Regions from separate parts of the Mus musculus genome. Here all the other regions are linked to region 4. The links are chromatin contacts, called in public HiChIP or PLAC-seq, Micro-C and promoter capture Hi-C maps. All regions are on one chromosome and are shown on one strand. The core of a region is the stretch at or near the end of the contact, and the rest is flanking DNA. Distances in the headings are between cores, read along the strand shown. Region 1 overlaps Col11a2 (collagen, type XI, alpha 2). Region 2 holds the start of Kifc1 (kinesin family member C1). Region 3 holds the start of Tcf19 (transcription factor 19). Region 4 holds the start of Agpat1 (1-acylglycerol-3-phosphate O-acyltransferase 1 (lysophosphatidic acid acyltransferase, alpha)).

Region 1 (5,522 bases), core at 822-3,321, 550 kb after region 4:
GAGGGCCCTAGGAAGAAAGGCGAAATCAGAGATGCCAGGACAGGCAGGGGTAGGGTGTGGTGGTAAGGGCAACGAGGGAGGGATGAGGTTAAAGGCCAGGAGGCCAAGTGTCAGCGTCGTGGATACTTACATGTTCACCCTTGTTTCCTTTGGTTCCCTTCTGTCCAGGGTCTCCCACTTCACCCTGCAGGAGAAGGTAACGGGATGGATGAGAAAGGAGATATGCAAATTAATAGAGGTCAGAAGGTCAGCAGTCTCTAGTGGGGAGAAGACTGGACACATCTGTAGGTTCCGGTTCCCTCACCTTGTCTCCATCCTCTCCAGCCACGCCTGGGGGTCCTGCAGGACCAGGAAGCCCCACGGGGCCCTGCACCCCATCACGACCAGTGGGACCAATAGGGCCTTTCTCGCCCTGCACGAAACAAGGGAAGAGGTAATGGCTTGGACGTAGCTTCACCTTCAAGTCCCCCCCACCCCCCCAAAAACACCTTGGTAGCCATTACTCCTCAGGTCACAGCTCACAGCCTCCTGCCCCCAGGCTCACCGGTACGCCTTTCTCTCCTGCTGCTCCAGGGGGACCTTGTGGGCCTGGACGTCCCGGGGGACCAATGGGGCCCCCTGATCCTGCTGCACCTCGCTCGCCAGGAGAGCCCTGAGAGAGAGATGGAGTCAGACCCTCCAGGAAGGGGGACTCCAGGACCCCTGACCATAGATCTTGGGACAACAGAAAGTTGAATGCATCCTGACTTACCCCGAATTCCCTCTCATGTGTAGGCCCATGGTTCCTGCCACAACCTGCCCAGAATCCTCCCTCCCCAAACCCTTTCCTGGTTCCTGCCCACTGTCTCCCGGGAACTCCAGACTCACTGCAGGGCCAGGAGGGCCAGCTGGACCTTCATTTCCTTTCAAGCCGGGTCCACCCTATGAACCAGATTTAGGGTAAGTGGTGAGTGAGAAGGCAAGCCTTCACAGGCATGGGGCCCCAAAAGACATCCTGGGAAGTGTGGGCTTTGGGGAGATGTAGGCCCCCAAAGCGGGGTATAATATCAAGGGGACCAGGTGATGAGTGACCATATTCATAGGCTGTTAGCTTTGGGGGTCACACTCACAGCAGTGCCTGGAAGGCCTCGCTCTCCTGGGAAGCCTCTCAGACCAGCAGGACCATCCTTCCCTGGGGCCCCAGGAGGACCAGGGTCACCCTGAAATGAAAGGAGGGGTGTCAAGTCATAACTTGAGCAGAGATTCTGGCCCCTCAGAGCCACACTGGCCCATGCCTTGCAGCCCCCCTCCCCAGCTCCTCTCCACCAGCCCTCACTGACCTTGGTCCCTTCTTTCCCAGATGTTCCAGGCAATCCTTGCTCTCCAGGAGGTCCTGGGGGGCCAGAGTGACCTCTCTCTCCCATGGGACCACTTTCTCCAGCTGTTCCCTGGGAAAATCACAGTCTAAACTCAGCTCCATCTGCCCCGAGACCCCACTCTGCATCCCCCAAAGTGCCAATCGAGAGCCCAGTAGTTTGCCCAAAAGCCAAGGGGAAATTGTTGATGCTCTCCTGGCTGCCACTGGGGCTTCCCATCCCTGGTGTGGAGTGGCCACGCCACCTTGTGTCACAGCCAGGAAATGTCTCAAAGAGAGAGAGAGAGACAGATACAGAGACACAGAGAGACAGAGACACAGAGAGAGACACCTGGGAAAGAGCTGAAATTCGGGGTCTCTGCCCAGGCAAACAGGTGTCAGAGCTGAGTTACTGGGAGAGGAGGCCCGAACTCCAGTCTGGGGTGCATTCTCTCCTAGGGGAAACATACCTGAGGTCCCACCACTCCGGGCGGGCCTGGTGGGCCGGTCTTTCCTTGGAATCCCTGAGGGGAAAGCCAGAGTGACGTCACAGCCAGATAGGACAAGTGTGGGAGACAGTGGGGCAGGCCCCAAGTTCTAGGCTCCCAGAGGAAGCACAGCACCAAGGCGGCTGACTCAGCAAGATCCAAGCCCCCCCCCCCCCCACACACACACCCCTGGATCACTCACCACTTCTCCTCTCTGGCCGGGGTGTCCCGGCAGCCCATCCTTCCCTGCAGGGCCCTGGAAGGGAAGTTTGGGGTCAGAGAGACTCTTGACACAGAAGACGAATGAGGGAGAAGGAAGTGATGTGGGTCACAAGTTAACGGTCACCTTACCGGAGGGCCTTTGGGGCCAGGAAATCCATTGGGGCCTTGAGGTCCAGGAAGACCCTAGAGACAGAGATGGGATGAGTGGAAGACAGGTTCTGGAAAGAGGAACACATGTTTCTTCCCCAGGGAACACGGGAACAGAGCCTTTAAGCCACACTCACCCTCTCTCCGGGTGGCCCGTGGGGACCGTCACCACCTGATGTTCCCTGCGAGGGAGACAAAGTCAGGGAGTGATTCGGGTGTTTATCAGGCATCCCCAAGGAAGAGGCAGAGTGTGGAGGGGAGGGGTGTGGAGGCTCCGCATCAGGAGACAGATTCAACCTTGCAGAGTCCACTCACCTTAGCTCCAGATTTCCCAGTGGCACCTCGAGGTCCCCGCTGACCCCTTGGACCCTAGGTAGACAGAAGGCAGATGTCAGAAACATCCTTGAGTCTGGAGGAGCTCACCATGTCACTGAGGGTGATCTTGAACATCTGATCGTCTTGCTTCTACCTGATTCTACCTTGTCACACTCAACTGATGGAGTACTAGGGATGAACCCAGGGCTGTTCACACTGTGTGGGACTGGGGATGAACCCAGGGCTTGTTCACCCTGTGCAGGACTGGGGATGAACCCAGGGCTTGTTCACCCTGTGCAGGACACTACCAACTGAGCTACCATCCAGCCCACCTCTTAGATTTTGAGCCACTAGGTAACAGGTGTTAGCCCATAGCACTCACCGTGGGGCCCCGTTCTCCCCGAGGTCCTGATTTCCCAGACAGGCCCTGGTGGGAATAAAGTCAAGCAAGCATTATACAAGGCAAGACTCCCACAGTGGCCCCTCTGGTTCCTCCCTGTGCATCCTTCCCCCTCCCCCGCTTACCCGAGCTCCCTTCTCTCCACTGGCTCCAGGAAAACCAGGGAAACCCAGAGATCCCTGGACAGATTGGAGAAAGAAAGAGGGGTAAGGGGGGGAGGAGCCTGGGAAAGGCCAAAGCAGGGGTGGGGGGTGGGGTTGGGGGTGGAAGAGGCCATCAAGACAGCAATGGTGCTGGACCCTGCCAACAAACAGGTTGCCTTAGGAAGAGCCCTACCACCCACAGGCCTCTATTTCTCATCTATTCAATGGGAGTCAGTCAGCTAAAACCTCCCTAGGGAATCCCACCCATATATGGTTCCTGGGGTCAGAGGTCAAGGAAGAGGCAATGAGGAGCAACACAGCACCTTGGGGCCCTGGCGTCCAGGATAGCCAGGCAGACCAGGAACACCTAGCTTGCCCTGTGGAAGGACAGAATGCAATCAGGAAAGACAGGGGCCACAGACATCTAGCAGCAATACTCCCCGCAGAAGCCCCGCCGACTTCCTGGCTCCTTCGGTGTCCCACAAGTCCCCCAAGCCCAATTCTGCACCTCAGTTCCTCTGTCTCCTCAGCCACTCCTGCTCCATCTCCAGGCCCACCTCCCCCAGCACCCACCACTGTACTACCCAGCCAGACCTCTCTCCCTGAGGGGGAGCACCAGCCCAGCTCCTCCCCGAGATCCTTCCCTCCTAGTGCTCCAGGCACTGTCTTGCCCGGGAGGATGCAGCGCTGTCGTAGGAAACAGGGTTCTGTAGCTCATAGCCTGGCTCTGCCCTTCACTGGGGTTCAAAATCATCCTAATCCTGCCCCCGCCCCCCCCCCACAGCTGCAAAAAGCCTCATCTAGGAAGCTGACTGTCATGGGGCTACCCGTAGAACTGACAGGACAGGGCCACGCCCTCCCTTCCTCCTCGAGTCCCCTCCCCACATTCTCACCCCAGCTCGCATCCCTAGCCCCCGTGTCCTCCCTGTGCCTGCCACACTGATCATTTTTCTTGACCTCCTATGCGCCACCTCAGGCCACTGGCACCCAGCAGATACCGTGCGTAGAGAGGCACAGTTAATTCACAGCTATCCTTGATCAAGCACCGACTTCTAGTTGGCACCCAGTGTGCCAAGTAACAAGGCACTCTTTCCCATCATCACCTTCTCGCCCATGAGCCCAGTGGGTCCAGGGTCTCCTGTAGGTCCAGTGCGCCCTTTTGGCCCTTCAGGGCCGTCTTCGCCCCTGGAACCAGGGACTCCAACCTCGCCCTGAGAGGAAAGTGGGAGGTGAGTGTTAGGGAGAGATGGGTCTAGGCCCTCTGTAGAGAGGTGGGCCCCAGCAAGGCCGGCTGGGATTGGCAGGTGTCTGAGAAGACACTGCAGGACAGCAGAGATGCACAGAGACAGTGACTGGGGGGAGCACTGTGGCTGGCTAAGGCTGCCATCTCCCTGGGGCCCAGCTCTAAAGGGGGCGGGGCAATGGAGGGAAAGCTTCCATTTCAAGGGAGCCCAGGATGGCTCAAAATGGAGAGTGGTAGGATAGGAGATGGGGAATCGGATGGGGATGGGTGGACGGACAGTCAGACATCTACTCACCCTGTCTCCTTTCACTCCTATGTCACCTTTGAACCCAGGAAAGCCGTCCTCGCCCTGGGAAAGACAGAGGTGAGAGGGCACAGAAGGTGAATGGTGGGGGAGCTGGGTGGGGTCAGGGGACATGGGTAAAGGGTAGATTTCAGAGATGAGGGCAGGGGGAGCACTGAGGAAGAAGAGGGAGGTGGAGCACTGAGGGAGAGAGAAGGGCAGATGGAACACTAAGGGAGCGAAGGGTTGATGGAACACTGAGAGAGAGGAGAGCAGGGGAGCACTAAGGAAAGGGAGGGCAGAAGGAGCACTGAGGAAAAGGAGGATGGGGGAACACTGAGGGAGAGAGGAAGGCAAGGGAGCATTGAAGGAGAGGAGGGCAGGGGGAGCACTAGGGAAAAGGAGTGTCAGGGGAGCACTGTGGGAAAGAAGAAGGCAGAGGAATACTGATGAAGAGGAGGGCAGGGGAGCACTGATGAAGAGGAGGGCAGAGGAGCACTGATGGAGAGGAGGGCAGGGGGAGGTGTGTGGAAGCCAAGAGAACACAGCTTACCTTTTCACCCTTGTGGCCCTTCAGGCCCCGAATTCCATCCACACCCTAGGAATAGAGGGAGGGTATAAATAGAGAGATCAGCTAGGTTAGAGTACTGAGTTCTGGCCCCCTGGCTCCCTTTGTCTTACTCCCTGGTAGACAGTTACCTTGACGCCTCGAGGGCCTGGGTATCCTAGAGGACCCTGTGGTCCGGACGGGCCCTGCAAAAAGAAAAGGGGACTTAGGAAGGGCCTGGGGATGCCGCCACGAGGGCCTTAGGGGGAGGGGGAAATGGAAACCCAGCAACCACACTGGGTGTTGGGGTCACAGGACTCAGATAATGCTCAGAGCCAAGTGAAGAATGAGACAGGAAATCCCAAGGACTCTGAGCACGTGCTCCCCAGTCTGAAGACACC
Region 2 (5,449 bases), core at 399-2,898, 720 kb after region 4:
CTGTCTAGTTTAAAATTATAACCAGTTTGGCGAATTATAACCAGAAATTTTCTAGTGTCCCCCCATTAACATTTGTAGACTTGGAAACATCTCAAGTAAGGTCTTTGGGGGCTGTAGATTTAGAGTTTGGTGTCAAGAAACATACTATTTGGGCTGGAGAGATGGCTCAGTGGTTAAGAGCACTGACTGCTATTCCAAAGGTCCTGAGTTCAAATCCCAGCAACCACATGGTGGCTCAAAACCATCCGTAATGAGATCTGGCGCCCTCTTCTGGAGTGTCTGAGGACAGCTACAGTGTACTTACATATAATAAATCTTTAAAAAAAAAAAGAAACTGCTGGGTGTGGTTGCGCACGCCTTTAATCCCAGCACTCGGGAGGCAGAGGCAGGCAGATTTCTGAGTTCGAGGCCAGCCTGGTCTACAGAGTGAGTTCCAGGACAGCCAGGGCTACACAGAGAAACCCTGTCTCAAAAAACCAAAAAAAAAAAAAAAAAAAAAAGAAACATACTATTTATTTATCCAGTTATGTATGTATGTATGTGTGTGTGTGTGTTTCTTTATTTATTTAAGACAGGGTCTCTCTACAGAGCCTGGCTGCCCTGGAATTTACTTTGTAGACCTGGTTGGCCTTGAACTCAAGAGATCTGTCTGCCTCTGCATTCTGAGTACTGGGAACTGGGATTAAAGGCGTGTGCCACCAAGCCTGGCTTCTAGTTTTGTTTTGATTTTTTAATCTAAAAGATTGTTTATTGACCTGGGCATGGTGGCACAGGGTAGCCCTAGCATCTCTGAGTTCAAGGCCAGCCTGTTCTACAAATAGAATTCCAAGACAGTCAGGGCTACACAGAGAAACCCAATCTCGAAAAAACAAAATAAATATATATGTAATTTATGTGTTTTATATATATATATATATATATATATATATATATGCTTATATATATAATACGTACTATTGGGTATTATTTATATGTGTAAAGATATATGTTTATGTATATAATACATATTGTTTATGTATAATATATAATATTGGAGGCAGGAGGGGCACAGAAAACTTTGTGGCGAATTAGTTCTCACCTTCCACATTATATGAGTTTCAGGGATAACCAGTTTGCTATCCTCCCGGCCCTACTCTAGATTTATGACTTTATTACATCTCCAGATATGGGTTCCACTTTTTCTTCTTTGAGGACAGGTCAGCGCCATCAACCAGCTTCCACTTTTCGGACCTGAGAAAGTGGACCAAGAGCGACCTCGGTGTAACAGTCTCCAGTCTACAGGGTTGGCGAGGAGGTGTGCAAGTTCAGCAGTATCCGCTAGGTGGCGCTCGCTCCGCCCCGACCCCGCTCAGGCACATGCGTATTGCCTCCCCCACGCCACTCCTCCACACAAGCGCACTTCTGACGCAACCAGAGACCTCAGGAAGCCGCGCTCGGCGCTCGGGAGGGGGAGAGGGAGAAAAGAGGAAGAGCGGATCCGGAAGTAGGATCCAAGGGGTCTAGTTCTGGTGCTCTAGCGGACTAGAAGAGTCGCGACTCAGGGGGCGTGGCCCCGGAGGCGGAGGGCACCGTGATTGGCTCGCGACCGCGGCGCCGGCGCGGATTGGCCTCTGCGGATTGAAGTGCGTTGACTGCGCGGAGGTTGAAATTCAAAAGTGGCGGGTGTGGCTGATTGGCCTGGCTCCTGGACAGCCTGGCTTCGGCGTTTTGCGGCGCGAGCCCTTGAGAGGACGCGGGTCTCATCGTCCTGCCTGCTGCCTTTGCACCCTTTCTGTGCGGACCACCATGGACGTGCAGGCGCAGGTGAGTGCGGCGGAGACGACCTCGCGCCAAGATCGGAGGACGCAGGCCGGCCGCCCGGAGACCCGCGTCCCGGGGACAGGTCGGGGCAAGCCGTCCTGCAGGGGAGGGTCGCACCGCCTCGCGCCCAGGACACCAGCGGCCGAGTCAGTGAGGGCAACACACACACACACACACACACACACACACACACACACACGGCGAGGTCCCAGGACAGTCGCAGCGACGTTGGCCCGCCATTCCAGTCGTGCAGGCGCGACCATCCCGTGTCCCTTATCCCCCTCCAGCATTTCCCATTTCGAATTCTCAAGCGGATTCGACATGTTTGTGCTTCTCAGTTCTTACAGATCGCCTTGTGGGAGAAGCGAGGGTTCTGAAAGAGGCCTTGTCGCTTGTCCGCAAAGTACCTTTCTTGCTGATGACCTGTTGTGTTGCTGCTGGATCGGGATAGAGGAAGGGGAGAGGAGAAATGGGGGCATCGGCCCAGAGGATCCTTATTCCCTCGCCTGCCTCTTCCTTTTGCTCATTTGGACTGCTGACTAGTTTATGGGGGTGCCCTTCTTCACCACAAGCATCTGAGGCGTATGTGTGTGGCAATTAATGGACTGATCTCTCTGGTGTCAGGAAAGACCGGCCTGCATTCTTTGTTTACCAGCATTTCAGTCTAGACTGACTCACAGTCGGTGTTCAGCTTGAAGAGACTTTCTGGTATACTCACAGCCAAAAGGGAGAGCACTGCACTGTGACAGGTGACAGTTAAAAAGTAAAATAGTTTTTCTCAGATTTGTTCCTGCAGTATTTGCCAAGCATCTTCTGGCCCTGCACAGCTGTACTTATGTAGGAGACAGGAGTCCTAGCTACCAGTGAGCTGACACTCCCTGGGGAGACAGACATAATACAATTTGTATCTCTATTGGGAGGGAGTGAAGGACAGTAAAGGTTCAAGCAGATGGAAGGGGAAGAAGAAAGCTAGGAGGAACAACATTAACTAAGGTATGGAGAGTTAAAACTGGAAGGAAGAGGTCTGTGGTGCAGTGCTAGGCGAGCATCCAAGAAACACCTGGGTCTATAGTCCCCTGAACCAAAAGCAACGAACCATCCTGAAGTCAGTTGTGCACCTGAGGTCACCTGTGTGGAGGCTCAGACCAGAGCTTGGAGATTCAGGCCAGTGATACATTGTCTCAAAAAAAAAAAAAAAAACCAATATAAATTTGACCTAGTAACCTGAAGCTGGTAGCATGCCCAAGAATAGCAGGGTTTGCTTGCTGATTTGTTGTTGTTGTTTTGTTTGTTTGTTGTTGTTGTTTTGTGGTTTGTTTGTTGTTGTTTTGTGGTGGTGGTAGCTGTTTTCCCTGTGTAACCCTGGCTGTCCTAGAACTCACTCTGTAGACCAGGCTGGCTTAGAACTCAGAGATCTGCCTGCCTCTGCCTCCCGAGTGCTGGGGTTAAAGGTGTGCGCCATCAGTGCCCAGCTGTACTGTGTGTTAAGTGTGTCTGAGAGAAGAGGTCCTTGTGTCTCCCTTTCGGCAGGGAGAGAGAGATTTATACTGGTTAGAGTTGTCCAGAAAAAGCATGAAAAACATAAAAGGTAGTGCTTTTCAATTACTCAGTAATAAAGTTGGGTTTTTTGTATTTTGAAATAGGGTCTTACCATGTTACTCTGGCTAGTCTAGAACTGGCTAGAACTGGTGTACCCACTGCTTCTGCCTCCAGAGAGTTGGGATCACCGCTCTTGGCTTTGTTATTGTTTACTTTTTTTTTTTTTAAGGAAAATGTATGAGAACCAATTTAGTGAACCATCTTTTTTTTTTTTTTTTTTTTTTTTAAATCGCTGTCAAGGTGTGACTTTTTACATTATGGTGTAACATTGTTCTCTACAAACTCTGCCTCCCTCATAGCTTAGCCTGGGATGCATATGGCTGTGGCAGCTAAGGAATTGGTTACTGTACTGGCTAATTTGTGTCTACTTGACACAGGCTGGAGTTATCACAGAGAAAGGAGCTTCAGTTGGGGGAATGCCTCCATGAGATCCAGCTGTAAAGCATTATCTTAATTAGTGATCAAGGGGGAAAGGCCCCTTGTGGGTGGGACCATCTCTGGGCTGGTAGTCTTGCTCTCTTCTATAAGAGAGCAGGCTGAGCAAGCCAGGGGAAATTAGCCAATAAAGAACATCCCTCCATGGCCTCTGCATCAGCTCCTGCTTCCTGACCTGCTTGAGTTCCAGTCCTGACTTCCTTGGTGATGAACAACAATGTGCAAGTGTAAGCCGAATAAACCCTTTCCTCCCCAACTTGCTTCTTGGTCATGATGTTTGTGCAGGAATAGAAACCCTGACTAAGATAGTTATTTTATAAGTTATAGAGATGCTGCAACCCCTTGTCCTGTCCTGTCCCTAACCCCACCCCATCCATGTAGCCCAGACTGACCTGGAATTTTATGTAGCTATGGATGGATGGCCAGGACAGCTTCTTTTAAATGCTCTACCCAGAGAGTCAGTGAGTTGAGTGCAAAGTTTAAAGTGCACACGAGCTGAGGGAGACTGGAAACAGTGGTGGGCCCATGCCCATGTTCACTGCCAGAAAGTTCAAGTAGTGCTGCAGCTATCAGCTTGGAGAGCTTAGGATTTGCAACCAAAGCTGTCTGTTTATTTACTCTGGGGTGTGTGTGGCTGCCATCGAGTGCCCTTATCTCCTGAGCTCCCTAACCAGCCTTTCTGTTTTGTGCTGGGATTGAATGGTTCTCGCCACATGTTCTACTCACAGGCCATCTCCAAGTCTCTTTTGTTCATTTGTCCAATTGTAATTAAACAGCCTTGCTAAGTTGCCTAGGCCAGCCTCAAGCTTGGAATCTTTCTGCCTCACCCTCTCCAATAGCTGGGATTATAGGCATCTGCTATCATGCTTAACCAAGATCATTATCCCGAAGCTGGACCAAAAGCAGTTAGTTCATTAGGCTTTGTAATATGTGCAGGGACCAGGTGTGGGGCATATGTCTGTAGTCCCAGCACTAGGGAGGCAGAGGCAGGTGGATTTCTGAGTTCGAGGCCAGCCTGGTCTACAAAGTGAGTTCCAGGACAGCCAGGGCTATAGAGAAACCCTGTCTTGAAAAACCAAAAAAAAAAAAAAAAGAAGCATTCTTGCAGGACTCCTATCTTAATGACCTGTGTCTTTTTTTTTTTCCCCTCTGAGACAGGGTTTCTCTGTATAGCCTGGCAGTCCTGGAATTTTCACTCTGTAGACCAGGCTGGCCTCGAACTCAGAAATTCGCCTGCCTCTGCCTCCCAAGTGCTGGAATTACAGGCGTGGGCCACCACTGCCCGGCCTGTCTTGTTCTTAAGAGTCTCTTTGCCAGCAGGGTGTTGTGGTGTACACCTTAATCAAGGGGCTTGGGAGGCAGAGGCAGACGGATCTATGTGAAATTGAGGCCAGCCTGGGCTGCAGAGCAAGTTCCAGGACAGCGAGGGCTTCACAGAGAAACCCTGTCTCAAAAAAGAAAAAAAGAAAAGAAAAACAAAACAAAAAAACGAAAACAAAAGAAAGGAAAGGAAAAAAAACTGTCTTTTTTTTTTTTTCTCAACAGAGGCCACCTTTGTTGGAAGTGAAGAGGAACGTAGAACTGAAGGCAGCCCTGGTGAAGTCCTCCTCCCGAG
Region 3 (5,149 bases), core at 1,577-4,076, 910 kb before region 4:
AACTACAGAGGATCCTTCACCCTCTTTTGGCCTCCAAGTATGAATGCTCACACACAATCATACACACATAAATAAAGTCTTTGTTGTTGTTTTTTCCAGACAAGTTTTTCTCTATGCAGCCCTAACTGTCCTGAAACTCAATCTCTAGACCAGGGTTGGGGCCTTGAACTCAGGGATCTGCCTACCTTTGACTCTCTAGTGCTGGGATTAAAGGCAGACCATACTAAGCTCAAAAATAAAATTCTTAGGGCTGGAGAGTTGGAGCAGAGGTTAAGAGTTCTTTAGGGGCTGGAGAGATGGCTCAGCAGGTAAGAGCTCTGACTGCTCTTCCAAAGGTCCTGAGTTCAATTCCTAGCAACCACACGGTGTCTCACAACCATCTGTAATAGGATCTGATACCCTCTTCCGGTGTGTATAGGAGTACAATGTACTCCTATAAATAAAACTAAATAAACCTTAAAAAAAATTTTTTTTAATAGTCTTAAAACACACATTGACACCAGGCGTGGTGGCGCACACCTTTAATCCCAGTACTCGGGAGGCAGAGGCAGGCAGATTTCTGAGTTCGAGACCAGCCTGGTCTACAGAGCGAGTTCCAGGACAGCCAGGGTTATACAGAGACACCATGTCTTGAAAAAACAAACAAACAAAAAACCAACAAAAAACAAAAAAAAAAAAACAAATAAAACCACATTCACAGAGCATAGCCAGCTCCAGTTGCACATTCCTGTAAAGGCCTGCTTAACTACTCCAAAAGGAGCCAGTATGCCTCTGGAGAACTGGGTCAGCATGTCTAAGCTGCACGTCATTTTGCTTTAAAACAGCTTTTGCAGAACTTATCCCCTCCCTTAAGACATTTACATTCCTTATGTAATGAGAATTTAAGTCCAAACATCTATTCTCACTAACCCCAACGCATGTGGTCTATGCGTCGTAGGGGCCAACAATGGCCTATAGAAAAACCACACAAGTTATAGAACCAGGGGCTGAAATGAAGGCATGCGTGTATGAAGGACCATGTGTCAGTCTGAGGAAGAGGTGATTGGCAGATCCCTACCTGCCTCTCCGCCCTAGCCCCTGCCCATCTCCACAGAAATCCTGTCCCCACGTGGTCACTGTCGACCTCTGAGCATCTAGCCGTCTCTCTAAGACATCTTGGCTGGCCGGAGATTGGACCAAGGGAACGTCTGAAGCCCAGGTCGGGGCCATTCTTGGCAGAGTTGGAAGGGGCCGAGCTTGGAAGTGGGAGGGAGGAACCAGCCCAGCAAAACCTGAGGGGGTCACAAGAATAAAGACTGTCAGATTCTGAGAGAGGGGGAGAGGGAAGAGGGAGATGATCCTGGTCTCCTTGACTAGCCTCACTGACCTGACGGTGGCAACATCTTCCTGTTATATGAATCCTGTAGCTCTTGTCTCCAGTCACCTATGTTCCCCTGGACAATAGGAGAAACAAGGATACTTCAATTCAATTTTTCAGGCCACCTTCCAAAGAAAAAGCCCTATAAAAACAAAGTCATAATCCTTAAGTTACTGACAGGTCTATCGGGCTGTACGCTTCTCTTTTCCTACTTCCCTAAGGCACACGGTAACCAAACCACTTGCTTGTCCCAACTACGCTCCTGATAGAATGAACCAGGCAACAACCCTAAGGTAAATTTACTGAGACGAGGCTTCCTTCTACTTACAGGAATGTGGGTGGTGTGCCTTTACCTTCCTCCTTAAGTGTCTACGGTCCCTGCAGCTCAGGACTCTCTGGACACAGTATAAGGAGCCCACTCTCCACAGTCCTTGCCATGGAATGGTAGGGCCGTTGGGAAGCCCATCTAGGCACCATCGAGCCAGGATTTCTGAGTCATTTCCTATTAAAGAGTTAGCCCAAGGCCTGGTCCGGGAAGAATGAGGCCACATGTGGGGTTAAGCGTCTTCCCTAGGATCCCTGAGGAATCGGAGCAGCCGGGAGCCCGTTGCTGGGAAGCCAGCTTCCTGGCAACTCATCTGGGCCTCTCTGTAACGGGCCTCAGTTGCTCTCTATCCCCTCGGCTTCCATTCCCGATGCATCTCTCTTCGGAGTCCTACAGCATCTTCTTTCCCCCACTTCCATCAGAATTCAAGTTTTTGGGTTTTTTTTTTTTTCACTCAACCCCCGCGATTCCTACCCGTTTCTCTTCCTAGACCTAGTATGAGTCTTTTTCGATGGAATTATCTTGGTCGCTCCCTGTCCTGTCTCCCCCACTTCTCTCCCGCACACACCCCGGGCTAATCCCCGTCAGGACCCTGAACTCTGAGGCTGTCTTGACCTCCTCATCTATCCTTTGACCCAGCTCCTGCACCCCTCTTGCCCTGTGGATCCCCTCCGCCCCCCTTGCGCCCCCTCTCAGACTCTTCCCGCCCCCAACTGACTCTCCCCGAACGCCCCTTACCCAGCGCGAGATCCGCCCTCTTGCCACGCCCCTTACACCTAGCACCCAGTCTAGACGCCACACCCAGATCACGCATGCGCGGGGCGGCGGGCTGCTCTACAGCTCCATTTCTCCCTACCGGAAATAGGAAGAAGAAAGGTGCAAGCAGGCACCCTGACGCCCCAAACTTTCTCCGCGCCCTGACGGCCCCTCCTCTCCCCGGGAACCCGGGAAAACGTGCCGGCCAATCAGAAGTGGCGGAGAGCGGGAGATGAGCAACTCCCCCCTGCGCATCGGCCAATAGAGCAAATGGGTGCAACTCAGATGGCCAATCAGAAGCAGCCGGCGGGGGGGCGGGCTCGCGGGCGCGAAGTCGGACCCGGGAATTCCGAAGGAGGAGTCTGCGCAGCGCGCGCGCGCGCCTTCACCCAAGCCCCGCCTTCGGGGCGGCTTCCTTGGCTGTCAAACCTCGGCGGGAGCGCGGGACGCAGGGTACGGAATCCCTTCCTCAGTTTACCCCGCGAGCGAAAAAAAGAAAGGGTGAGATCCACTTTGTTACAGAATTAGGGACCCGTCTGCGCCGCCCTTTGCGGGTGACAGTGGATTCACTTCCCTTAGGGGAACTGATCCGAAGAGCGGGGGTGGGGGGGAAAGATGGAAGGGGTGCGCTACTTGGATTAGAAAGTTTAACCATAAATTCCCTGACTCCAGGTTACACTTAGGGAGAAGACCCGTGTCACACGCACGTTTGTGTACCAGGGCCCCTTCACCCCCTCTGCCTGTTCCCAGTTGCGGTTTAAACTAGCTTTGCCTTGCACAGATTGTCGGAGGCTCCCGGATGTTGAGCCGCCTGAGGATCCGGCTTCACTGAGGTGCCACAAGACGTCTTCCTGGTTTTGCATCGCATCAGGACTTTACTGGAATTGCTTTTTAAACCTCATCTTGACAGCCTCTGTCTTGGTGCATATCCAGGCCTCTGGCGCTCTGAATCTGCACTGCTTAAGTTGGCATTAGGCACAATACTTAGCTGTTGACATCAGAGAGAACTGAATTGAAGCCCACGGTGCATGACCCAGGAGTAGGAGAGGGAATGGACTTCTGAGGTGGGCAAAGTGGTGCAGAGGGGGCACCCCCCATGCTGCCCTGTTTCCAGCTGCTGCGTATAGGGGGCGGCAGGGGCGGTGACCTCTACACCTTCCACCCCCCGTCCAAGTCTGGCTGCACCTATCGATTGGGCTGCAGGGCCGACCTGTGTGATGTGGCCCTGCGGCCCCAGCAGGAGCCCGGCCTCATCTCTGGAGTCCATGCGGAATTGCATGCTGAACTCCAAGGGGACGACTGGAGGGTCAGCCTGGAGGATCACAGCAGCCAAGGTAAGCAATGAGCAGAAGAGCCCCAGACAGGCATGAGTAAGAGGAGCCTCTGGGACCCTGCTACCTGCCTCCCAGAGTCCTAGTCTGGTGAGCAGTCTTGGTTCCGTCTTGTCTGCTCACACTTCTGTCAGCTCCACACAGGACTAAACCTGCTTGTCTGCTTTAGCCTACACCGGACCTAAGAGGGGTGTGCAAGCTGTCATCAAATTCTACATTCTAGTATTAAGCTCAGATTTGACTGTTCCCACGTTTGCTGAAGCACCTTGTTCCTGCTAGGCATTTATGAGTGTTCTAGTGACCTAGGCATTCGGTCCCAACCCAAGACAGTCCACAAAGGCTGGGGTTTACCTCAGTATTCCATCTTCAGGTCTTAGCTTCCTAGACCAAATGCAATGTTTGGAGAAGCCTAACCTGAGGTTGTCGTGGGCATTATTAGTCCCCAACAGGCAACAGTGAGTTTATGGTCTGGGCCCTATTCTGTTAGATGTAGATGGATGCTGCCTGCAAGGGAAATGAGACACAAAGAGGCTAAGAGACAGCAAGAGGCAATCTCAGCACTCAGAGCTGAGGCAAAAGGATCCTGAGTTCTGGGGCTGTCTTAGGTAGAAAAAGAAATAAGCCTTTTATCAGAAGTGGTGTTTAAGCAAGAGCTAAGCACAGAAGCCTCCCACTGTCGTCGTTGAGAAAAATAGGCTTGTTCCTAGCCAACAAAGCTTGCATGTGAGGTTTTGAGTTTAATGCTTAATTAACCCTGTGTCCCCCTGAAAAATTGAACAGCCAGCCAGATCATGTTAATTCTGACTACAAGTCTGTTCCTGTTCTCGTCACCTGTCTTATGTCTGTCTCATTATCACCAGGGACTTTGGTCAATAATGTCCGACTTCCAAGAGGCCACAGACTGGAGTTGAGTGATGGTGACCTTCTGACCTTTGGCCCCCAAGGTCAAGCAGGAACCAGCTCCTCCTCAGAGTTCTACTTCATGTTTCAACAAGTCCGGGTTAAACCTCAGGACTTTGCAGCCATAACCGTCCCTCGGTCTAAGGGAGAAGCTGGGGGCGGTTTCCAACCTATGCTGCCCCCCCAAGGGGCACCTCAGAGGCCACTCAGCACTCTCTCCTCTGCCCCCAAGGCCACACTGATTCTCAATTCCATCGGCAGCCTCAGCAAACTCCAGGCCCAGCCTCTCACCTTCTCCCGTGGTGGTGGCAGGCCACAGGGCCTGGCTATTCCCTCTCAGCATGGGGAAGCGCAAGTTTCGCCTGCTCCACCCACAAGAAACCGGAGGAAATCAGCTCATAAAGTGTTGGCAGAGCTAGATGATGAGGTCTCCCCAGGCCCCCTGTCCGTCCTGACGGAGCCCAGGAAGAGGCTCCGGGT
Region 4 (4,878 bases), core at 1,720-4,219:
GTGATAAAAAGGCAGTTCTATACCTGTCTCTCCATGTAGGCCAAAGGCTCTTCCTTCCTTTCAGAGGAAAGCCTGCCCCCACCCTTACCCCCCAGAACTCCAAACAGTGGGCTTTCTAACTGCTCTGCCCAGCATCTTTGATCCCTGGGCTGTACGCTGCTTGTGGGCAGTGTGCCTTCCATCCCTCCTCACATGGCTGCCAGAGATGCTGTCACCTCAGTCTGAGCATCTGTCTCTCCAAAAGACCTTTCTTGGAAAGTTGACTTGCACTTCTTTGACCCTGTCTCCAAAATGATTTACTTCACGTCCCTAGATTTGCCACAAGACCTCCATGCTTCTGCGCTTTGACTACGCTGTTCTCTCTGGCTGGCAGGCCCTGCCTCCTCTTGCCTCACCTAGGCCGGCACCACTTTCCCAATGCCTTTTGGGACCTGAACAGGCCCACGTTTTCATTACAAATTTTCTCGATTGCCCTTGCATATCCCCAGACTGGTCGTTAACTATGCTCCTGCCTGCCCTTCCCGAGTGCTGGGACCAAAGGTGTGTGCCACCACACTGGTATGATCAGTGGTTGTCAAGGCCTAAAAATATAAACTTGTGTGCCTCACCCACACAGCGTGACCCTGGCACCAGGCCAACATGTATGTTAATGTGCCTTCCAGGTAAGTATGAGGCTCGATGGTCTTGCCAAGTACTGATGGTGATAACACGCTTTGGGTTAATGCTCACTGGTTTTTTTTCTGCCTAGCTTCCTTCAGACTGTAGGAGACTTCAGGCCAGGGATTCTACCTTATTTTCAGTGCCCACCAGAAGCAGGTACAGAGGATGCTCAGCAAACCCTGGTGACGGGATTATTTGGCCACAGACACCACCACAGTTGTTCAGCTAGCACTAGGCAGCGCGGTTCTTGTTTCTGCTTCCTCTCATTTTGCTTCTGCAGTGCCGAGATTTTCTGTGCTGGGCAAGTGTTCTCAGCGTCATCGATGGCTACCTTCTTTAGGTATAGTAACTAGAAAAGGTCACCTCCCCCGCCCCAAATACTGACGACAGCAAGAAGACTTAGAGCAACCCACTGTAAATATACAGGGCCACAGGGAAGCCACAGTGACGGAAGCCACATCGCGAAGATGCCATCTCACACAGCATGCACCACGGAACCAACATGCCACCACACTTGTCATCAAACGTGCCAACCCTGCAAAGAGTGGGGCACAGAGAGTGGTCCATCCATATACACGGGCACTGTAGGCTTGCCACAGGACAGACTTGCATTAGATGTGACTCAGAATATAAATACAGCCCACGGAGAGAAACAGATGTGAAGAGACAGGTCAGGTGGTCAGCCAAGGAAGAACGGTTCTTTGGAACATGGGTGTTGTGTCACATGCATGTAAGGAATACCAGGCTAGCCTTGGCTAAATGTCAAGCTGAGGCCAGCATAAGGTATGTGAAACTGCCAAGGCCCCCGGGGTGGGGGATAAAAAAGAAGAAAAGAAAAAGAATCCTTAGCTGGACATGGTGGCATACACTTTTCATACCAGCACTCAGAAGGCAAAGACAGGCAAGCTTGAGGCTAGCCAGGAAGGACTACGTTGAGACTCTGTCTCAAGACAAAACAAAAAATACTTTGCAGAATTAACAATACTTGTGTAACACTTGGTTTGAAGAAGGCATTGTCTTTAGACAGAAATGTTTGAAGATCCATAAACACATTGGAATGGCAAATGGGTTAATGAGCATACAATCAATCAATCACACCGACAACGAATTTACAAAATAAATGGCAGGTGCAACCAGTACATGCCACCGTTGTGCCACATCGATGTGTCGTCACACCATGCAGATCTTTGGTGAGAGCCACACCTACTAAACAGGTTACTGTGGTCACAGGGCTGAACCACTGAACCCCACAGGCAGAAGAACCCTGCACCCTCTGGAACTGAACACCTGTGAGGCTGAGGGACCAAGCTAAGGCAAACGGGAAGCCCCAGGGCAGGTAGGCCGCACGGAAACACCCAACAGGTGAAACATACCAAGTCCTCACACAGATTTGACCCTGGAGCGTGTCACAAACTGAACTTGGGGCAATGGGCGTGAAAGCGGATAGCCATTCTGATGGGGTTTTAAACGTCATTCTCTACAGCCCATGGAAAGCACAGCACAGGGCTGCACAGAAGCCGGGCATCCTATCCAAGGCGCCGGACCTCCCACAGGCCACTCGTGTGCTAGTGAGGGGCTCTGGGTGGAAGGCCGCTTCCAGATCAGTGCTGCTTCCGTGTGAGAGGTTAGCGGGTGCCTGACAGCAATTCCTAGGAAGCAGTCCTGGCCTTCTCACCGCCACCCAGAAGTCATGTGGGGCCAAAAAGCAGCAGAAGGGCTGGGAAACCCGAAGGGAATCCCCTTTTCAAGACTCGTCCCCTTGTCCACACCCCCGTCCCAAATTCCGAGTTCCCATCCCTCCTCTCGCCCGCCTCTGCACTCTGAGCAAGGCCCCCAACCTCGGAGCCTGTTCCCAGCCTTCGTCGCTCCCATTCTTCCGCTCAGGCCCCTCTCCCCAGCAACCCTGTCCCCAGCCGGCCCTCCCGGCCCCATCTCTCCCCATCCCCGTGCCTCTCGGCCCCCTCCTCCCACAGCCTCCCACCCCCTTCCCGCCCACACCTCAATGGGGCGGGGAGCCTGGGGGACGGGCCCCCTCCCCAGCCAGGCTGCGGCAACGGTGGTGGCGGCTGGCTGTATCTCTGTCTCGGTGTCGGTGCCAAGGGGGCGACAGGATTTGGGGATGTCCTAGCCCCGGCCGATGGAGGGGTGGTGGGAGTGGGAAGCTGGGCCCATATCGGTAGGAATGGTGGGGGGCAGTACCCCCGACACCCTCCCTCCCTCCCTGCCGGCTCTCTGAGGGTCGGGGCTACTGCCGCCGCTATCTCCCCCACCCCTCCCAGCGCCTGCTGACTTCCGGGGCTGGCCAGGAAGTGGGGGTCTATGATGGGCAGCGGGCCTCGCCAATCGCCTCTTCAGAGACCCGCATCTCCTCCCCATGCCTGCCGGGCCTCTCGCTGGCCCCGCCCCAGGGAGCTCAGTGGCGCTCGCGGCCTCGGTCAGCCTCATCGCTCGGGCCACCGGTTTCAGCACCGGTGACCCCGGCTCCCTCGCTGCTCTATTCCTCTGCCCCGTCTAGCTTCGCTCGCACGCTCTCTGAACCCGTTGCCTTTCTTTGAACCCCAGCGCTATGTAACTCTAGGATCCCCAAACACTTCCTCCTGCCTTTCCTGTCTCCCATTCAATCACAAACGTTTATGAAGTACCTTCTGAATTCAAGCAGTAGGCTCACCTTTTTCTGCTCAGGCCTCGGGCTTTCCCTGAATAGCTCTCCAGCTTTCTGTCCACTTGCCCTTTGTCCCGGGTCTCCATCTCCTCCACCCACCTTTAGTCTTTAAAGATAAAGGAGCCCTCTGACCTTCTCTCCCTTTCAACCTTGTTTTCCTACTTAGTACTTTCCTAGTTCTTCATTCACCCAATCTGAGCCAACCACTCCCCCCCCCCCCACACACACACACACGATCTGGCCGCTGGCTTTTGGTGGTGTATGCTTGTTAACAGCAGTACATGAGAGCCTCGGGCAAGAGTATCCGAGTTTGAGGCTATAGCTGAGACCTGTAAGAAGCTAAGTCCTTTCGATGGAATTCGAGCAATAAAACACTGCTTCCTAAGGGTGATAAAATGGTGGGATGTGCCGCGTATCTAACTGGCCAAACCCTACTTCCCTCTTCACACTCTGGACGAGTCCATCGTTCCTACCTCCTATTCGCCTATTCTGCATCTAAACCTCTTCAATACTCCAGATCCTCGCTTCTCCGTACCTCCTCCTATAGAGAGTCCCAGCTTCTCACCTTTCTTTATTCCTCAGTCACACAGGTCCTTTATCAAGGTATTGAATAATCCTTAGCTAGCGTGTTCTCGTCTCCCGCCCATGGACACCTTTGCCCTGGGTGATTTACATGGCTTGGTGAAGAGCCCTTGCGAATGCGAGGACTGTTACCTAATTCTGGGCCTTGGGCCATAGTGAGGGTCACTGAGTGCTGGAAAGGCCCTAGCTGCCAGCCGTCCAGCCAGGAAAAAGATCCAAATCTATGCAGGGCAAACTACAAGGAAGGGGCGGATCTACCCCATTCTACGGCGGGTCACCTAGGGGTCGGCCTCTGTCCTTTGGGCGCCCACTCCCAAGAGGGTGGAACCAGTCCTTTTCTGCTTGTAAGGTTTAGGACGGAGTGGGGGTCCACTGTGGTCTGCTGTGTCACATTACAACGGTGGGCCTTTGGCTCGGTCCTGCTGTGAGAATCACCTAGAGAGGCTAAGTCGTCCAACCGAGAGAGTGGGGTTAACACCGGCGCCACAGACCGACGGCCGCACCATCCACGCGTCGGGCTAACCCCAGCTCTGCTCCCCGCTTCTCCGAGAGGGAGGGGCGGACCCAAGGTCTTCCCTCTACGTCACCCAAGGAGGCCGGAGCCATCTTGAACCCTGCGACCCTGGTACTTCTGCCCTTCCCCCTCCCCCCTTAGCTCTGCACCGTCTCTCCAGATCTCGGCCAATCAGCGGCGGAGTAAACCGCCCAATCAAGCGGAGAGAGTCCGGGCGGAAAGACCCGGATAAGGCCGAGTCGAGGCCTTTGAACCTAAGGCCCCGCCAATAGCGGAGGGGTTGCCATGGTGACGAGAGAGAGCGAGTGAAGGGGCGGGACTGGAGTCGACACCGCCTTCGTCTGGGTTGGCCTATTCCACGCCCCCCCCCCCCGCTTATTGCGCATGCTCATTCTTCCGTGTCATGCCAGCCAATCATTTGATTTGGAACCATTCGCTCTAAAGTCCAATAGGAACCCGG

The links. Promoter capture Hi-C pulls out the DNA fragments that hold promoters and counts their contacts. Hi-C and Micro-C count contacts between places; a contact is called where the count stands out from the background. HiChIP or PLAC-seq counts read pairs in DNA pulled down with a chosen protein or histone mark.
Region 1: a contact with region 4 is called in an H3K27ac HiChIP or PLAC-seq map of microglia, with 6 times the contacts expected there. The contact joins the enhancer-like site here to the promoter of Agpat1 in region 4. A contact is called at or near these places in 11 of 39 promoter capture datasets (the 3T3-L1 cell line, the C10 cell line, the HPC-7 cell line and 5 more), 10 of 115 datasets of contacts at active chromatin or transcription factors (astrocytes, craniofacial prominence, embryonic hindbrain and 6 more) and 4 of 9 other capture datasets (adipose tissue, liver, macrophages and 1 more).
Region 2: a Micro-C map of embryonic stem cells shows a contact between it and region 4, with 20 times the contacts expected there. The contact joins the promoter of Kifc1 here to the promoter of Agpat1 in region 4. A contact is called at or near these places in 4 of 39 promoter capture datasets (cranial neural crest, hippocampal neurons, liver and 1 more), 1 of 484 Hi-C or Micro-C datasets (embryonic stem cells) and 2 of 115 datasets of contacts at active chromatin or transcription factors (bone marrow-derived macrophages and pancreatic cancer cells).
Region 3: a contact with region 4 is called in a promoter capture Hi-C map of erythroid cells, with 15 times the contacts expected there. The contact joins the promoter of Tcf19 here to the promoter of Agpat1 in region 4. A contact is called at or near these places in 2 of 39 promoter capture datasets (cranial neural crest and erythroid cells).

What each region holds. Positions count from the first base shown.
Region 1 is chr17:34,053,955-34,059,476 of GRCm38.p6, reverse strand. Col11a2 (collagen, type XI, alpha 2) reads right to left here. Exons shown (of 65, transcript NM_001317722.1): 26 at 5,274-5,327; 27 at 5,128-5,172; 28 at 4,587-4,640; 29 at 4,152-4,259; 30 at 3,372-3,425; 31 at 3,031-3,084; 32 at 2,888-2,932; 33 at 2,506-2,559; 34 at 2,328-2,372; 35 at 2,173-2,226; 36 at 2,024-2,077; 37 at 1,804-1,857; 38 at 1,320-1,427; 39 at 1,110-1,199; 5 more. Among named protein-coding and RNA genes, the nearest start is that of Col11a2, 18 kb to the right of the region's middle. Within about 2 kb of position 2,071, at least 37 of the 459 cell types and tissues checked have an H3K27ac peak or open chromatin away from gene starts, as enhancers often do. A contact at or near this core is called in the HPC-7 cell line and microglia, where this site is marked.
Region 2 is chr17:33,886,832-33,892,280 of GRCm38.p6, reverse strand. It overlaps Kifc1 (kinesin family member C1), which reads left to right and starts at 1,648. Exons shown (of 11, transcript NM_001195298.1): 1 at 1,648-1,803; 2 at 5,380-5,449. The coding sequence starts at 1,786.
Region 3 is chr17:35,514,501-35,519,649 of GRCm38.p6, reverse strand. Tcf19 (transcription factor 19) reads left to right here and starts at 2,826. Exons shown (of 4, transcript NM_001163764.1): 1 at 2,826-2,891; 2 at 3,220-3,772; 3 at 4,630-5,149. The coding sequence starts at 3,535. It overlaps Cchcr1 (coiled-coil alpha-helical rod protein 1), which reads right to left and starts at 2,397. Exons shown (of 18, transcript NM_001372297.1): 1 at 1,711-2,397; 2 at 1,367-1,433; 3 at 1,058-1,271. The coding sequence starts at 1,908.
Region 4 is chr17:34,603,952-34,608,829 of GRCm38.p6, reverse strand. Agpat1 (1-acylglycerol-3-phosphate O-acyltransferase 1 (lysophosphatidic acid acyltransferase, alpha)) reads right to left here and starts at 2,969. Exons shown (of 7, transcript NM_001163379.1): 1 at 2,659-2,969.